Regions from separate parts of the Mus musculus genome. Here region 2 is linked to region 1. The links are chromatin contacts, called in public HiChIP or PLAC-seq maps. All regions are on one chromosome and are shown on one strand. Each heading gives the region's core, a stretch centred on a gene start, on an enhancer-like site or on the middle of the called end of the contact. The rest is flanking DNA. Distances are from core to core; before and after follow the strand shown. Region 1 holds the start of Insl5 (insulin-like 5). Region 2 holds the start of Oma1 (OMA1 zinc metallopeptidase).

What was found. HiChIP or PLAC-seq counts read pairs in DNA pulled down with a chosen protein or histone mark.
Region 2: a contact with region 1 is called in an H3K4me3 HiChIP or PLAC-seq map of bone marrow-derived macrophages, with 5 times the contacts expected there. The contact joins the promoter of Oma1 here to the promoter of Insl5 in region 1. A contact is called at or near these places in 11 of 39 promoter capture datasets (the 3T3-L1 cell line, the C10 cell line, the HPC-7 cell line and 6 more), 1 of 115 datasets of contacts at active chromatin or transcription factors (bone marrow-derived macrophages) and 1 of 9 other capture datasets (liver).

The regions. Positions count from the first base shown.
Region 1 is chr4:103,023,020-103,030,577 of GRCm38.p6, forward strand. Insl5 (insulin-like 5) reads right to left here and starts at 3,709. Exons shown (of 2, transcript NM_011831.2): 1 at 3,499-3,709. The coding sequence starts at 3,673.
Region 2 is chr4:103,310,541-103,318,098 of GRCm38.p6, forward strand. Oma1 (OMA1 zinc metallopeptidase) reads left to right here and starts at 3,306. Exons shown (of 9, transcript NM_025909.3): 1 at 3,306-3,343. It overlaps Gm36523 (a long non-coding RNA gene), which reads right to left and starts at 3,182. Exons shown (of 6, transcript XR_867961.2): 1 at 2,932-3,182; 2 at 1-1,618. It overlaps 4930456L15Rik (RIKEN cDNA 4930456L15 gene), which reads left to right. Exons shown (of 4, transcript NR_045887.1): 4 at 1,045-1,292.

The DNA of each region.
Region 1 (7,558 bases), core at 2,459-4,958:
GGCGTGACTCTAACTAAGGAAGTGAAAGATCTGTATGATAAAAACTTCAAATCTCTGAAGAAAGAAATTAAAGAAGATCTCAGAAGATGGAAAGATCTCCCATGCTCATGGATTGGCAGGATCAACATTGTAAAAATGGCTATCTTGCCAAAAGCAATCTACAGATTCAATGCAATCCCCATCAAAATTCCAACTCAATTCTTCAACGAATTAGAAGGAGAAATTTGCAAATTCGTCTGGAATAACAAAAAACCTAGGATAGCAAAAACTCTTCTCAAGGATAAAAGAACTTCTGGTGGAATCACCATGCCAGACCTAAAGCTTTACTACAGAGCAATTGTGATAAAAACTGCATGGTACTGGTATAGAGACAGACAAGTAGACCAATGGAATAGAATTGAAGACCCAGAAATGAACCCACACACCTATGGTCACTTGATCTTCGACAAGGGAGCTAAAACCATCCAGTGGAAGAAAGACAGCATTTTCAACAATTGGTGCTGACACAACTGGTTGTTATCGTGTAGAAGAATGCGAATCGATCCATACTTATCTCCTTGTACTAAGGTCAAATCTAAGTGGATCAAGGAACTTCACATAAAACCAGAAACACTGAAACTTATAGAGGAGAAAGTGGGGAAAAGCCTTGAAGATATGGGCACAGGGGAAAAATTCCTCAACAGAACAGCAATGGCTTGTGCTGTAAGATCGAGAATTGACAAATGGGACCTAATGAAACTCCAAAGTTTCTGCAAGGCAAAAGACACCGTCAATAAGACAAAAAGACCACCAACAGATTGGGAAAGAATCTTTACCTATCCTAAATCAGATAGGGGACTAATATCCAACATATATAAAGAACTCAAGAAGGTGGACTTCAGAAAATCAAATAACCCCATTAAAAAATGGGGCTCAGAGCTAAACGAAGAATTCTCACCTGAGGAATACCGAATAGCAGAGAAGCACCTGAAAAAATGTTCAACATCCTTAATCATCAGGGAAATGCAAATCAAAACAACCCTGAGATTCCACCTCACACCAGTCAGAATGGCTAAGATCAAAAATTCAGGTGACAGCAGATGCTGGCGTGGATGTGGAGAAAGAGGAACACTCCTCCATTGTTGGTGGGAGTGCAGGCTTGTACAACCACTCTGGAAATCAGTCTGGCGGTTCCTCAGAAAATTGGACATAGTACTACCGGAGGATCCAGCAATACCTCTCCTGGGCATATATCCAGAAGATGCCCCAACTGGTAAGAAAAACACATGCTCCACTATGTTCATAGCAGCCTTATTTATAATAGCCAGAAGCTGGAAAGAACCCAGATGCCCCTCAACAGAGGAATGGATACAGAAAATGTGGTACATCTACACAATGGAGTACTACTCAGCTATTAAAAAGAATGAATTTATGAAATTCCTAGCCAAATGGATGGACCTGGAGGGCATCATCCTGAGTGAGGTAACACATTCACAAAGGAACTCACACAATATGTACTCACTGATAAGTGGATATTAGCCCCAAACCTAGGATACCCAAGATATAAGATACAATTTCCTAAACGCATGAAACTCAAGAAAAATGAAGACTGAAGTGTGGATACTATGCCCCTCCTTAGAAGTGGGAACAAAACACCCTTGGAAGGAGTTACAGAGACAAAGTTTGGAGCTGAGATGAAAGGATGGACCATGTAGAGACTGCCATATCCAGGGATCCACCCCATAATCAGCATCCAAACGCTGACACCATTGCATACACTAGCAAGATTTTATCGAAAGGACCCAGATGTAGCTGTCTCTTGTGAGACTATGCCGGGGCCTAGCAAACACAGAAGTGGATGCTCACAGTCAGCTAATGGATGGATCACAGGGCCCCCAATGGAGGAACTAGAGAAAGTACTCAAGGAGCTAAAGGGAACTGCAACCCTATAGGTGGAACAACAATATGAACTAACCAGTACCCGGGAGCTCTTGACTCTAGCTGCATATGTATCAAAAGATGGCCTAGTCGGCCATCACTGGAAAGAGAGGCCCATTGGACACGCAAAATTTATATGCCCCAGTACATGGGAACGCCAGGGCCAAAAAGGGGGAGTTGGTGGGTAGGGGAGTGGGGGTGGGTGGGTATGGGGGACTTTTGGTATAGCATTGGAAATGTAAATGAGCTAAATACCTAATAAAAAAAATAAAAAAAAATAAATGTAGAGTAACTTGAAGCAATCCCACTAAAATCAGGGACTAGACAAGGTTGCCCACTCTCTCCCTACATATTCAATATAGTACTCAAAGTTTTAGCAAGAGCAATTAGACAAGAAAAGGAGGTCGTCAAAGGGATACAAATTGGAAAGGAATAAGTCAAAATATAACTATTTGCTGGAATTACAGTCATTTCTTAGCTGCCTAACATGGGCCTCTGAGTCATATCTCCAACCCTTTACCTCATAATTCATTACAAAGTTTGCAGAAAGAATTCCAGACAATCTTCTAAGTTCCTTGAATCGAAAACAGAAGTTGTATGATGTCAGCACATTACTGCTGCTGTGATAGCAGGTTGACACGGCACCCTGGGAATTCTGGTCATGTGTTCTCTATTGTTCACAACTTCCCTAATTCCTGCCCCACAACTTCTCAGTTTGACAGGCCCTTCAGGACCTCTGTCAAATTCTACCTTCTCTGTGATGTAAGTATCTACAGAAGCCTTCTCTTCACCTGGGGCACAGTATGTAATAGCAATGACATCAGTTCCTGAAGCAGGTAGGCCTGGCTTGTTTTCTGGCCTCACTGCTGAACGGCTGGGTAAACAGTTTTGTCCTTAATAAATGATAACCAGCAGCAGTAGCATGAGTTACTTCACTGGAGAGCTAAGTGATGTGTTGCCCCTGAAATTGCCTGGTACTTAATACGTGGTCAGCTGACTCAGGTCCTCCCCTTTACCCTTGTCTGGCATTTGCCTGAACTCTAACTTGATACATTCTGTCATCATCTGTGTGCAGGTAGATGTCTGGCCTCTTACAGCCTTCATTGCTCTGCCCACAGATGCTGAGCTCACTGAAGCCCCGTGCAACGAACCGGTTTTATTCAAAAGACTAAAGAATGGCAGTGTGTTGCTTTTTTAAAATGTAGCACGTTGGGCTGGTGAGATGGCTCAGTGGGTAAGAGCACCCGACTGCTCTTCCGAAGGTCCGAAGTTCAAATCCCAGCAACCACATGGTGGCTCACAACCATCCGGAATGAAATCTGACTCCCTCTTCTGGAGTGTCTGAAGACAGCTACAGTGTACTTACATATAATAAAAATAAATAAATCTTTAAAAAAAAAAATGTAGCACGTTTGCCTTTTTCCCAGGCCAAATTCCATAATATATTTTGATGATTAAGCCCCTACATTGATATACAACTGGATCAGAATTTCTTAGAGAAATACTAAGAAAATTGGGGGTGGGGTGGGGTGGTTAAAAAGGGGGTTCTAGAAAAATAAGTGAGGTGCGTGAATTCAATACCTTGTTGAGAGTGGAAATGCCCCTCCAGATGTCTCCTCCACCGTGAGCTGGCACAGATGTAGATAACTGTTCTCACGTAGTCCAGGCCACAGAGCTTCACAGTCTGCCTGCTTCTTACTTCCACCACAGCCAACAGAACTAAGAGGAGAAACAGAGCAAGAGTGGGGCCCTTCATCCTGCCGGAGAGCAAATGAGAAGCAATGTGGTCAGCAGTACCCAGTGGAGTTTTGAAGTTATCTCACCCTCTTGGACCATTTATACCAACCCCTCTGATGCTTTATCTTAATAGTCTTTACCTTATCTTAACAGTGTTTACTAAGCACATAGGTGACAGTGTGGAGGACCAGCCATGTGCGTTTTATGATTATTGCTGCTCACTCGGTCATCTGAACACATCTCACTTAGCATTGCTGCATCTTCTCAGGAGTCGCTGTGGAAATACAAGGCTTTTGGAAGCAGGGATGCATAAGCTTCAATGCCCACTTTACATTTGCTGACTGACCTAGAACAAGCTTTAAACTCTGAACGTCAATAGTGGTATCTCTCTAGCATGGGAGGCTTCGGGAGCAGAAGCAGCTTCTATGTCAATGCAGTGGGAAGTCACACAGTGATGAGGTCTGTCGGACTCAGATTTGATTCCTGGCTTTCCTCCCACAAGATCTAGAATCTAAAGCAATTTGTTTAAGTACTCTATTTTTTTATTCTTTTTTATTAGATATTTTCTTTATTTACATTTCAAATGCTATCCCGAAAGTTCCCTATACCCCCCACCCCGCCCTGTTCCCCTACCCACCCACTCCCACTTCTTAGCCCTGGCGCTCACCTGTACTGAGGCATATAAAGTTTTCAATACCAAGGGGCCTCTCTTCCCAATGATGGCCGACTAAGCCATCGTCTGCTACATATGCAGCTAGAGACACGAGCTCGGGGGGTACTGGTTAGTTCATATTGTAAGTACTCTATTTTTTTTTTAATGCTGGTAATAGTACTACCCACAGAATTGATGAGACAATGCCTGTCCTACTTTATATCAACAATAGTTTAGTTCTTGGCTACCATCTTCCCTTATGATCAGAATAGACTAGGAGAGATAACTTTTCTTCAGAGCTCAGAATCTCTGTGACTAGAATGTTCCTTGATACCCTTAATCTGTGAGTTTGGTCTGTCTGTCTCAGCATATACATTTCTATTACAGTAAAGCCAGATGTGTATTCCCAAACTGCCCAGTGGTGAAATACCTCTCTTGGTAAACCACTTGAAGCCCTTATCTAAACTAGGAGTTTGCTCAGGGTCATTTGAGAGCAAGAATGTCTCAGTTCCAGCTTTCTCCATCAGACTGACCTGCAGCCCTAGCGCTGAAGAATCACCTTGATTGATGCTTGAGGTGGGAGGGTCTAATCCACTGCCTGTGGTACGATCCCTACACAGATGGTCCAGGGCTCTCTAAAACTAAGCATGAGCCTGGGAGGAAGCTAGAGAATGAGCCAATACGAACCGTGCCTCCATGGGTTCTCCTTTGGTTCCCTGCCTTCAGCATCTGGCCGAACTTCCTCAGTGGTAGACCGAGATCTGAATGTAAACTGCAATAATCCTTCACCCCCATGCTGCTTTCGGTCAGAATATTATATCACAGCAACAGAAAACAGGCCAGAACAGCTACCTAAACCTGAATATAAATACACTCTGGAAACTAATAAAACCTGCAGTTGCCCCCAGCTGCTCTGTTAGATTCTAAATATTCTCTCTGCCCCCCTTTTTTCTTTAGTTCTTAGGGTCTCTCCAGTGATCTCGCTAATTTGGGGTGTGAATGAGAGGTCACCATGCTCTGAGCTCTGTCCATGGCTAAGTGCAGACAAGCTTGTCATCCCAGCCGCGGACACACTGACGAAGTCCGTGACCTCGAAAGAGAGCCCTCTGCAGCCAGCTTCGCACTGGCTGCTTTGGTTTTCTCATTTGTAAGTTGAGAAGTTTGAGTTTGGATTGTTTAAGGACTCTTTTGAACTCTAAGTGTCTAAGTCTTGGTGTGATTAACTGGTTCTGTCACTCCTACATTAAAAATCTTTCACCATTGGCGGCAGATCTTAAGGGAGGAGAGATAGAATTAAAGTGGTAAGACCCTGGGGAAATGGAGTAGGAGGAGATGTTTAAGTGGGGGAGGAGTAGGAGGGTAGGATAAAGGAACTAACACTAAGGATGTTTGGGGGAAAGCATGGAAACTTACCTACTATTTTCTGTTTCCTGAATATAAAAAGGTTTCATTGGAGTTATCCTACATGGGGGAGAATGCTCCTCCCAGAAGTCACAGGTTGCCAGGGAAAAGCCCGGTGATGGTTAGGGGCTATTCCCCTGGAACTGTTGGTCACGGAGAGTTCCTGAGATCACCCAAGTAATGCAGGCTATTGCCACTGCTCTGGCTTACCTACCAGAACTTGGCGGTACAACATTGTTGGATATACCACACACTTTGGTCACGGAACTTGAGCAAATCAAGCCAGTGCTGACCTGGAAATTGCCTCCCTCGCTAGCTTTCATAGATCTGGAAGTTTCTGTGCCAGCTGTTAGGGGAGAAAAGTCACCAACTGTCTTACCAAGCTTTGAATCTTGTGAGCTATAATAATGACTAAGATGCTAAGATATGCCCATAGCTGCAATGGCGGCATGAATGGTATAGGGCTAACCAGGGACCTTTCTGATTGGATGTAAGGTCTGCTCTATAGGAGGAAATTTATAACTGGTGCTATGCATCTGAACAGGAACCCCTGCCCGTGGAGCTCATGGGCCCTAAAGGAGAACCAACTACTATTTTGGTAAATGGACATAGTAGCAACTGAGAGTTGCTGATGGCTAGGGTAGGAGGAGTCAGTCTTCTTTAAGAGTGTGGTTCCTGGTAAGATAACCATGCTCCAGTGGATGGTCCCATACACATGTGTATATGGGCAGCACTAATTGAACTCATTAAATTATTTTAAAAATAGACATGAAGTTGGGACTGGGATAGAGTTAGGATTTTTGGAGAAGTTGAAGGAAGAAGTGGGAATAAGTGTGATTTAAATACATTGTCTTTATGCATGCAATTCTCATGTAATAGTTTATAAATATATCAAAATAATTTTTTATGTAAAAAATACCCCACATTAAACACAATAAAATAGGGGCTGGAGACTATTAGTGACTATGACTCAGTGGCTAAGGGCACCAGCTGCTCTTCCAGAGGGCCCAGGTTCAAGTCCCTCCACCCACATGGGAGCTCACACTGTCTGTAACTACAGTTCTAGAGGTGCCTGCACCCTCACAGAGACGTACATGTAGGCAAAACACCAGCATGTTGGGGTTTAGTCTGTTGCTGTATATTCAGATGCTATATTCTGTATCCCAAGATCTGGTTGCCTCAGACAGATTCTCACGCACACCAGGCTTTGTTAGTTAGACCTTGCCCCTCAATTATCCCTGGTTAGTTAATAAAAGTCGTTGGGAGCCTTCACGTGGGGTAAAGGCTCCCAGGCTTGGGGTCTCAGGCAGGGTCCATGGGGGACAGCGGGCAGAGGAGGAAGAAGGAAGTCATCATGGGGTAGTATAGACCATGAGCATGTGGCCATGAGGGCTGGCCCGAGGAAGCAGGAACAGCACAAACGAAACAAGTAGTATATTAGGATTCAAGGCATGGAAGCAGACAAAATAGCTTAGAGGGTTGATATCTGCCCAGCTCCAGCTCTTTAAAGCTTATTGTAACCCTAAAGGTCTCTGTGTCCTTTACTTGGATAATAGCTGATTAAAAGGTTAACTGCCTCCATGTTAATTTCCAGCATTAGTTATTAACCATGGAATATAAAATTCATAATATACCAATACACATGAAATGAAAATATAATCAAATAAACTATTTTGGTTTATCTTTATTTATATAACATAAACAGCTTGGTCTTTAAGATTCTTCACTGAAGTCCTAGTAGATCTCCTCCTAAATATTTTGAGGTTTGGTTAGCAAGGACTACCAAAGTAAAATCTTCCCATCTCATAACCTATCTGTTCACACTCCTGGAACATTCAATCCTTTTTGCTT
Region 2 (7,558 bases), core at 2,056-4,555, 290 kb after region 1:
AAGGAGACAATCCTTGATGGAGACTAGTTCTTGGTTGTTCAAACTGCTTTATTGTTATGGAAGATGTCAATGCACACACCTTACTCAGGGTGAACCAGAGATTAACTATCTCTTGCAGGAAGGAACAGCTAGGACGGGAAGCTCATTGAGTGAACATTCTGCCTTATCTAGATACCTAACTAGCATGAAGAACCCCAGGCTTTTATGCTACATGATATGATCATTTGTCATTGTCCTCTCAGTGGGGTGACATGGTCATGTGTTGCAGGACAGGTAGAGCCTGGCTGGGAGCTGGTTCCATGCCTGCTGCTCTCAATTATGAGATCTCCTGGGGGGTTTTGAACCTCCTCCAACCTTACCAGTTCTTCTGCCTGGTGGCATAGTCCACTTGCCCCACAACCTTGTTGATGGCTTCTCTCCCCCAGCACTCCAGAACTATGAAAGCTATCCAGCAGGGAAGGATTTCTAGGTCAGCACAGGTGGATTTCTCTAAGTTTTGTCATCAAAATGTGTGATATCTTCTGCAATAGGGTCTTATCAAGTTCTGGTGAGAAACCAAAAGCAATGTCAATAGCCTGTGTTTGAGGGGTCTCTGGGAGTCCCAAGTCCAACCACTCAAGGGGAATATCCATACCTGTCAGTGGGTAGTTTATTTGTGACTTCTGGAAAGAACATTTTCCACGGTGTTGGGTAGCTCCATTTAAGTACATATTTAAGAAGTTTGTCGAGGTTTCCATGTTCTCCCCCAAGCATCCCAATGTTAATTATCCATTTCTCCACATCTTCCTCTGTCTTCTCTTCCCACCCCTTCCCCAAGTATCTGTCTGTTTGTTCCTCCATATCACCTGTGCTCTGTTCAGAGTGCAAAGAGCAAGTGGCTGTGATTTGTTCAGACACGAATGGGGACATCTACATCATACGCCTTCCTCTAAGGTTCAGAGAATATCACTGAAGAGGAGGTGGGGAGATTGTATGAGTCAGAGGTCAGGGCAGACTGGGGAGAAACAGTGTCATCTAAATATGACAGGACCATTGTATTTACAGCAGCTGTGGGAGCCTGTGTAAGACTTGCAGAAGACCAAGCCAGTCAATGGTCCAGCATGGAGTGGAAGGGGCTCAGATGAAGACCACTGACTCTGCATGGGAGCTATTGACGGCTGCTGGAGGAGGGGGTTCCCCTCCCCACTGGGGAGGTGGTGGTAGAGGGTGTTCTCTGGTAGGTCAATCACTCATTGGGTTTCCCACCCCACATGTGTGTATGGGCCACATTAATTAAACTCAGTGGGTTACTGAAAAAAAAAAAGAGGGCACGAAATTGTGAAGGGAATATGGGGTCATCCTGGAATATAATAGAAATACATTATAGGCATATATGAAATTCTCAAATAACAGAAATCTTATATTATAAAAAACCAAAACCACCAACAAAAATACAGAGCTGAAGTCCTTTAAGAAAGATAAGCATATGAAAGTGACCAATGTCAGGGCTTGATAGATGGCTCAGTGGTTAAGAGCACAGCTGCTCTTCCAGAAGTCCCGAGTTCAATTCCAAGCAACCACATAGCAATTCATCGTTGATGCCTTCTTCCGGTGTGCAGACTTACACACGTACAAAACACTTATGTAAGGAAATAAATATTGAAAAAAAGGAAGTGACCAATGTCAGAGACTGGAACCTCATTTTCATCCATGACCAAGAACTACATGTAAGAAACAAAACATGTCTACATGTCTAACATATAAATGAGGGGGCTGGCAGGCACTATGTAAATGGCTCATAAAATGTCTCAGCCAGTTATCATTGATCTTCTCCTGCCCCAGTCTTCCACGAGCTGGGACTAGAAGGGTGTGTCACTATACCCAGAAAAATATCACTATCTTTAAATGAAGTTAAGTATTGGTAAGTTACCATTAATTATAGCATACTGAATACTCACCCCAACCCCCTTCCCTTCCTTTTGGCTTTCTCTATCTATCTAATTCTCTTCTTACTTTTGTTGTGTTGTTGTTGTTGTTTTTTGTTGTTTTTGTTTTTTTAGGTTTTAAGACAGAGTCTTACTCTGTAGACCATGCTGACCTGGGATTGACCATGGAATCTGCCAACCTGGTTTTGAATTCAAAGTCATCTTCTGGTTTCAGCCTCTTAAATGGTAGAACTGAAGAGATAAACCACCATGCCCTCGTTTGAGTTTTAAAATGTTTAAGTTCTCTAGGGTTCTGTCTCCCAACTTCTATTTTCTCTTAACCCATCTACCCCTTTCCTCAATGGTACCCAAGGTCTGACTCATCTCTTCCTTACTGGTGACTCTGCTAGTTATGTTCCCAGCTCCCATTGGGTTGTAGAACCATGTTCACTCTATGACTGCTTATAAATATTTCCACAGCCCATCTAGCGGATGTGATGGATTGAATACGCCTAAACCTTCAGTGTAGTCATGCTCTCTGTCCACCTTTGTCAATCCCTGCTTCATGATGTCTTCCTTGCAGTAACCATATGATATTGATCACCACCATGAAGTGTCTGTCACACATTAGATAAATATTTGTTGAATACATAAATAGTTGAATACATAAATAGTATTTTTATCTTTAATGTGTGTCTTAGGTAGCCTATTAGAAAACCAGAATAATTCATATAATCACAAAGCATCTTTTTTTTTTTTGGCTCTGGTGGGTAGCTGCAGCTCCCACAGAATCATGCCTGCCAGTATTCACACTCCTTTGTAAAACATTCCCACAATGAAATCTGGTCTTAGGACACTCCAGGAGCTGTTGTCATGAATACTGCTGACCACTTATAAGTCTGGTGTCCTAGAGCGATCATGGTGAAACAGTCTTTCATATTTAGTCTTATTTTTATGCACCTTTATCTAGGACTGAGGGATGATTGTTAGTAAGTAATCGGGATGCTGGAGTTAATGTTATACCTACGATCAGAATGATCAGTGCAGCTTCAAGTCAAGGCATCATAGTTCTCCAGCAGCCCCTGGAATCGCTTTCCTTTTGGCAGAACTGGTGTAGAAACTACAGCAGGCACGGTTTTGCATGGATCCAACACAGCCATGCCAAGTACCAAGGAGGTGTAGAGTTCCTGGCAGGTAGCTTAAATCTGGGCTATCCTCCTCCCACCACACGGGGGCGAGACGGCGCCACAGTCCGTACAGCCGCAGCCGGCCAGGACTGGGACTGGGGAAACGGACTTGGCTCTCACAAGGGCGGAGCAAAAAGCGCCGGAGAGGTCCCCAGGGCAGGAAGTGAGGGGGCGGGGCTTGGGAAAGGTGTGCGCCTGCGCGGAGCCGGCTGTTGGATTCCGCTCGGGCTGTGGCTTCAGTGCGCGCTCACGGTGACGGCTCGGCGTTCTTCCAGAGCGGGGCGGGGAGGGCGGAGAGGGGAGCGGGGCCCGGGGGATTCGGGGACCGCGGTGGGCCTAGGCCGTGCCGGACGAGGCGAACGGCTCGGTGGGTGGAGCTTTCTGGAAGTTTGCCTCCCGCCTCGGGTGGTGGCTTCCTCCTAAGCGGCGCTTCCTCCAGGCGTTGCCGGTCTGGCCTGTGCGGGTCTCCCCTCCGCCTCGCCGCTCGTCCTTGTGCAGAGCGACACATGCTCTCCTGCCCCAGCTCGCAGCATTAGCGCAGTCGGAGCAGTTCCAGGGAGCTCATTGGTTTCCTCAAAAACTTGTATTCAAGGATCACTTGTTATAATACTTAGCACTCGCGGTGTGACGGGGAGCAACTGTGCTGGGGCAAACCTCCGCCAGAAATGTTAGTCCCAGCAGATGAAAACCCCACATTTGGAATTTAGGAGTTCATCGCCTCCTAGCGTCTCTCAAGGTCTTGGAGCCCTCTTAAAAGGATTTAACTTCATAGGCATCATCCCGAGCCAAGATGCAGGGGTGCGGTGTGACATTTGGAAGCTTAAGAGCCAACCCTGATAACTTACTTTTTTTTTTTTTTTTTTTTTTTAAGAAGCTGTCCATCATGTGTACTTAGCTGGAATGATTATTTTAAAGTGCATGTCCTATTTTTGCCAATCTGACAGCTGTTTCCATAGAAACTAGAGAAGAAATTGTAGTTTTCAGTAAGAGTTGTTAAAACTGTCTCCTAGCCATCAGCAGTGAGTGCGAGTGAGTGCGCACTACTTGCTCATTCTGAGATGGCACTTGAAGAACTAAGGGTTTGAAATGTTCTTAGAGGCTAGCAATCCAAATTGTGTAATTTTCTCACATCATTAATTTCCTAATCCTACAAGTCTGCCAGCTATGTTTGTTGGCCTGCCACAGTTCTTTGAAGAGCACACGTCAGTCCCAGTTCTTCTTAGGTGCTGTGTAGTGTAGTGACTGGCTCTTTGAAAATGTATAAACAGATTTCTTTCCCCATTAAAAACATTTTTTTTTTGAAGGATTAATCAGTGATTACGGATTAACAACTACGGTTTCTATTCTGGATGGCACTTGATTGCCAGTGTTAGAAATGCTAATGATTTTAATTATGTACCTAGTGTTTGGAGCTTTTGTTTTTACCTTCTATGGGTAGACTACGTTAAATATGTTTGCACCTGCTCTGAAATGAGCACTTTTCTCATGAGCAGATAGATCCCAGCAGTTCGAATAGGGTGCATGACATTTGGAAGAGAGTTTATTTTCTGAGGGGGGATATCTATACACTAGATGTTCTGTCATTTAGCAGTGGATGAAGGAGGCTTGGAGAAGGTGCCTTTGGAACTGGGAAGCTGGAAGCAACATTAGGAAGTTTATTGAAAAGCTCACAGATAACCAGTGGAAATTACAGAAGAGCTTGCTTGGCTTAGGATTCACAAAGTAACATACCCTGTAAACACTTAAATTGCCCAGAAAGAGGAAATACTGGATTCCTCATAAACACCGTTCTGCCCCCTGAATTTCACGTAGGCTTTTTATAAGACTTATATCTGTATCTATTCGTGTGTTTGTCTTTACTAGCTTTACTGATTGGGCAGGCATTTTTGTCTTGTCTTTGCTTTTTATCTGCTACACAGAGTGGCGTCTGACTTGTAGCATTCATTCCTATAATGATTTATCAATGAATTAATGAATCAATGACTAAAACAATCCTTAACCAATGAGATACAGGAATGTTTGGTTAAGATGATCAACTTTTATTAATTTGGTTGGCAACATTTTAAAATAGGTAAATTTCACATTAAGACTGAATTTGTAGCGTTTGCAGAAACGTTTGTAACATTTGGCAACATAAAAAACAAATTTTGTTATATAGTTGGGCCTCCTTTGTGTGACTGTTCACATCTGCCTGGCCTTGCTGCAGCTTGCCTGCATCTATCACACTAACCCGCACTGTGCAGAGCTGTCCTCTTATTCATTTTAATAAAAATGAAGCAGAGTACAAATTGTGCTCCTCATATGCACCTAGCCACACGCCAGGGCTGCCATAGTGGACAGCACAGGGAACATTCTATAGGAAGTCTTATGTAGTGTTGCTTTTGGCATTGGACTTTGCTTCTCCTGTTACCCTGTTGGACTGAAGTTTTGTTTTTAAATTGTCTTGAACAGCTCTGTGACTCAAGTGCTAGAGTACAGGCTCGCTCTTCTCAGCTTCAGGGCTCTTGCAGGTAGTAGCACGTCCTGCTGTTTGTAGATTAGCATATCATCTTGGTTATGGATCAGAGCAATGTATCTTAATTCATTTCTAAAGAAAGGGTTTCTTCCTGTAGGCTTGGCTGTCCTGGGACTCGATCTGTAGACCAGGGTGGCCTTGAACTCACAGAGATCCCTGCCAGCTTGTGCTTCCTGAGTGCTGGGATTAATGGTATGTGCCACCACTGCCCACCTGGTTTGATTTGCCTTCCTGAGGGATTGCTTTAGGTTCCTTAGAGGAGGGGTTGGTAGTGAACTAAAGTGAGGTAGTTACAATATAGTAAAATCTCTAACTCGGGGGCCCAAAAGTAGGATGAGCTGGGCTGAGGTAGTGAGGTAGATTGGCAGGGCTGACTTAAAGTGACCTTTGGTTTTTCTGGATGTTAACATCCTAAGGCTAAGTCTGTATAGTTGGGAACGTGGTTTGTAGAAGATTGGGAAGTTGGAGTAGGGAGCATCCCTCAGATTGTCTCATGACACAGTTACCATGGAAATGTTAACTTGCACATGGGTCTTGTACAGCTGCCTCCTGCCATGGGAATGTTGAGCTCATTTCTAGGTAAGACAGGGAGACTGGGTGAAGAGCAGGAGCTACCTTAGAGAGCCTCTGAAGCCCAGGCAGATGTGGAAAGCACAGTAGGGTCTCAGAACCATGAAGGCCTTCAGGCATCTTCTGCATGAGTCGGTAGTCAGCCTGTCTCAGCCCTGCCTTCCCCTCCCTGTGGTCTCTCACATATGGTAGGTACGTTTCGTCGTCCTTTTCTGTGCAAGCCTGTGCAGAGCCTTTCCTCCCAGGTCTAGCTTACCTGCCCTTTGTGTGCTGCGGCACCAACTATAGGCCCTACGTGGGTCTTTGTATTCATATGCTGGATACGGCGTAATGTGAAGTTTTCTCTGTGCTAAGTGTCTACCGATGTCTTTGAGACCAATGGCTACTAGGGACTAACATGACCTCCTGGCTCATTCTCTAAGTTGAGGTCATGCCTGGACAAGTGTCTGAGCTTTGTAACAGTAAATCATCAGATTTGAAGGGAAGAAATGTATTCATGTCATTTTTATAGTTTGATCTCTATTAAAAGAGCTTAAATATACTTTCCTATGTGAAACAGTTCAATTTTTTTTGTCTTTCTCCTACCAGTGTCTTAAGAACGACTTCTGCCTTGTGTAACTAGCTAGCTCACTGCTTTAACACGTGGAATTTAGTTATAACAACTCGAATATCCTTGTCTACTAATACTGCCATTTGTATTAGATAGGAGTCAGCTTCCTTTGATTAATATTTCTTTAATTCTGTGAATCTCATTTTCTGCTTGGTAATTTTAAATTGTGAATTACATGTTGCTAAATGTTTATTTTTTGATTCTTGAGTTTTTTTTGTTTTGTTTTGTTTTGTTTTTTAAATCCAAGATGTGGCTATTAGAAGCAGCTTGATCCTTTAGAGTGCTGTTTCTCTGGGTGTTTGTTTTAGTCTTTGCTATTGGGGCTAGAGCAGCTCTCACATCCGTGCTGGACTCTTTGGAGTTCCACCCAATTTCTGTGAATTACAAATGGGAACTTTTCCCACTTTGATCAATGGGAGCAGATATTGCACCCTGGCCTGTGCATTGTGCCCAGAAATTATGGTTCTTTGCAAGCTTCAGGGGGATTTCTTATTCGTATGCCCAGCTAGTACTCAGCTGCATAGGGAGGCCTGCAGAGAAGGGAGGGGCTTGCAGAGACCTTGAGTTCTCTCTTTGGGTTTTGTGTTTCCTTCTGCCCATAAGCTCTAGCTGCCTGGTCCACAGGCGTGCCCAGCATCACACCTTCAGTTTAGGGCACTTATAGGCGTAGTCCTTCTCTTATGTGTGGTTTGGAGACTCACCAAAGCCATTCTCTGGGGCAGTTGTAGGTTGAGTCTTGTTTCCCATCATTCAGTCCTTCTTTGCCTACCCC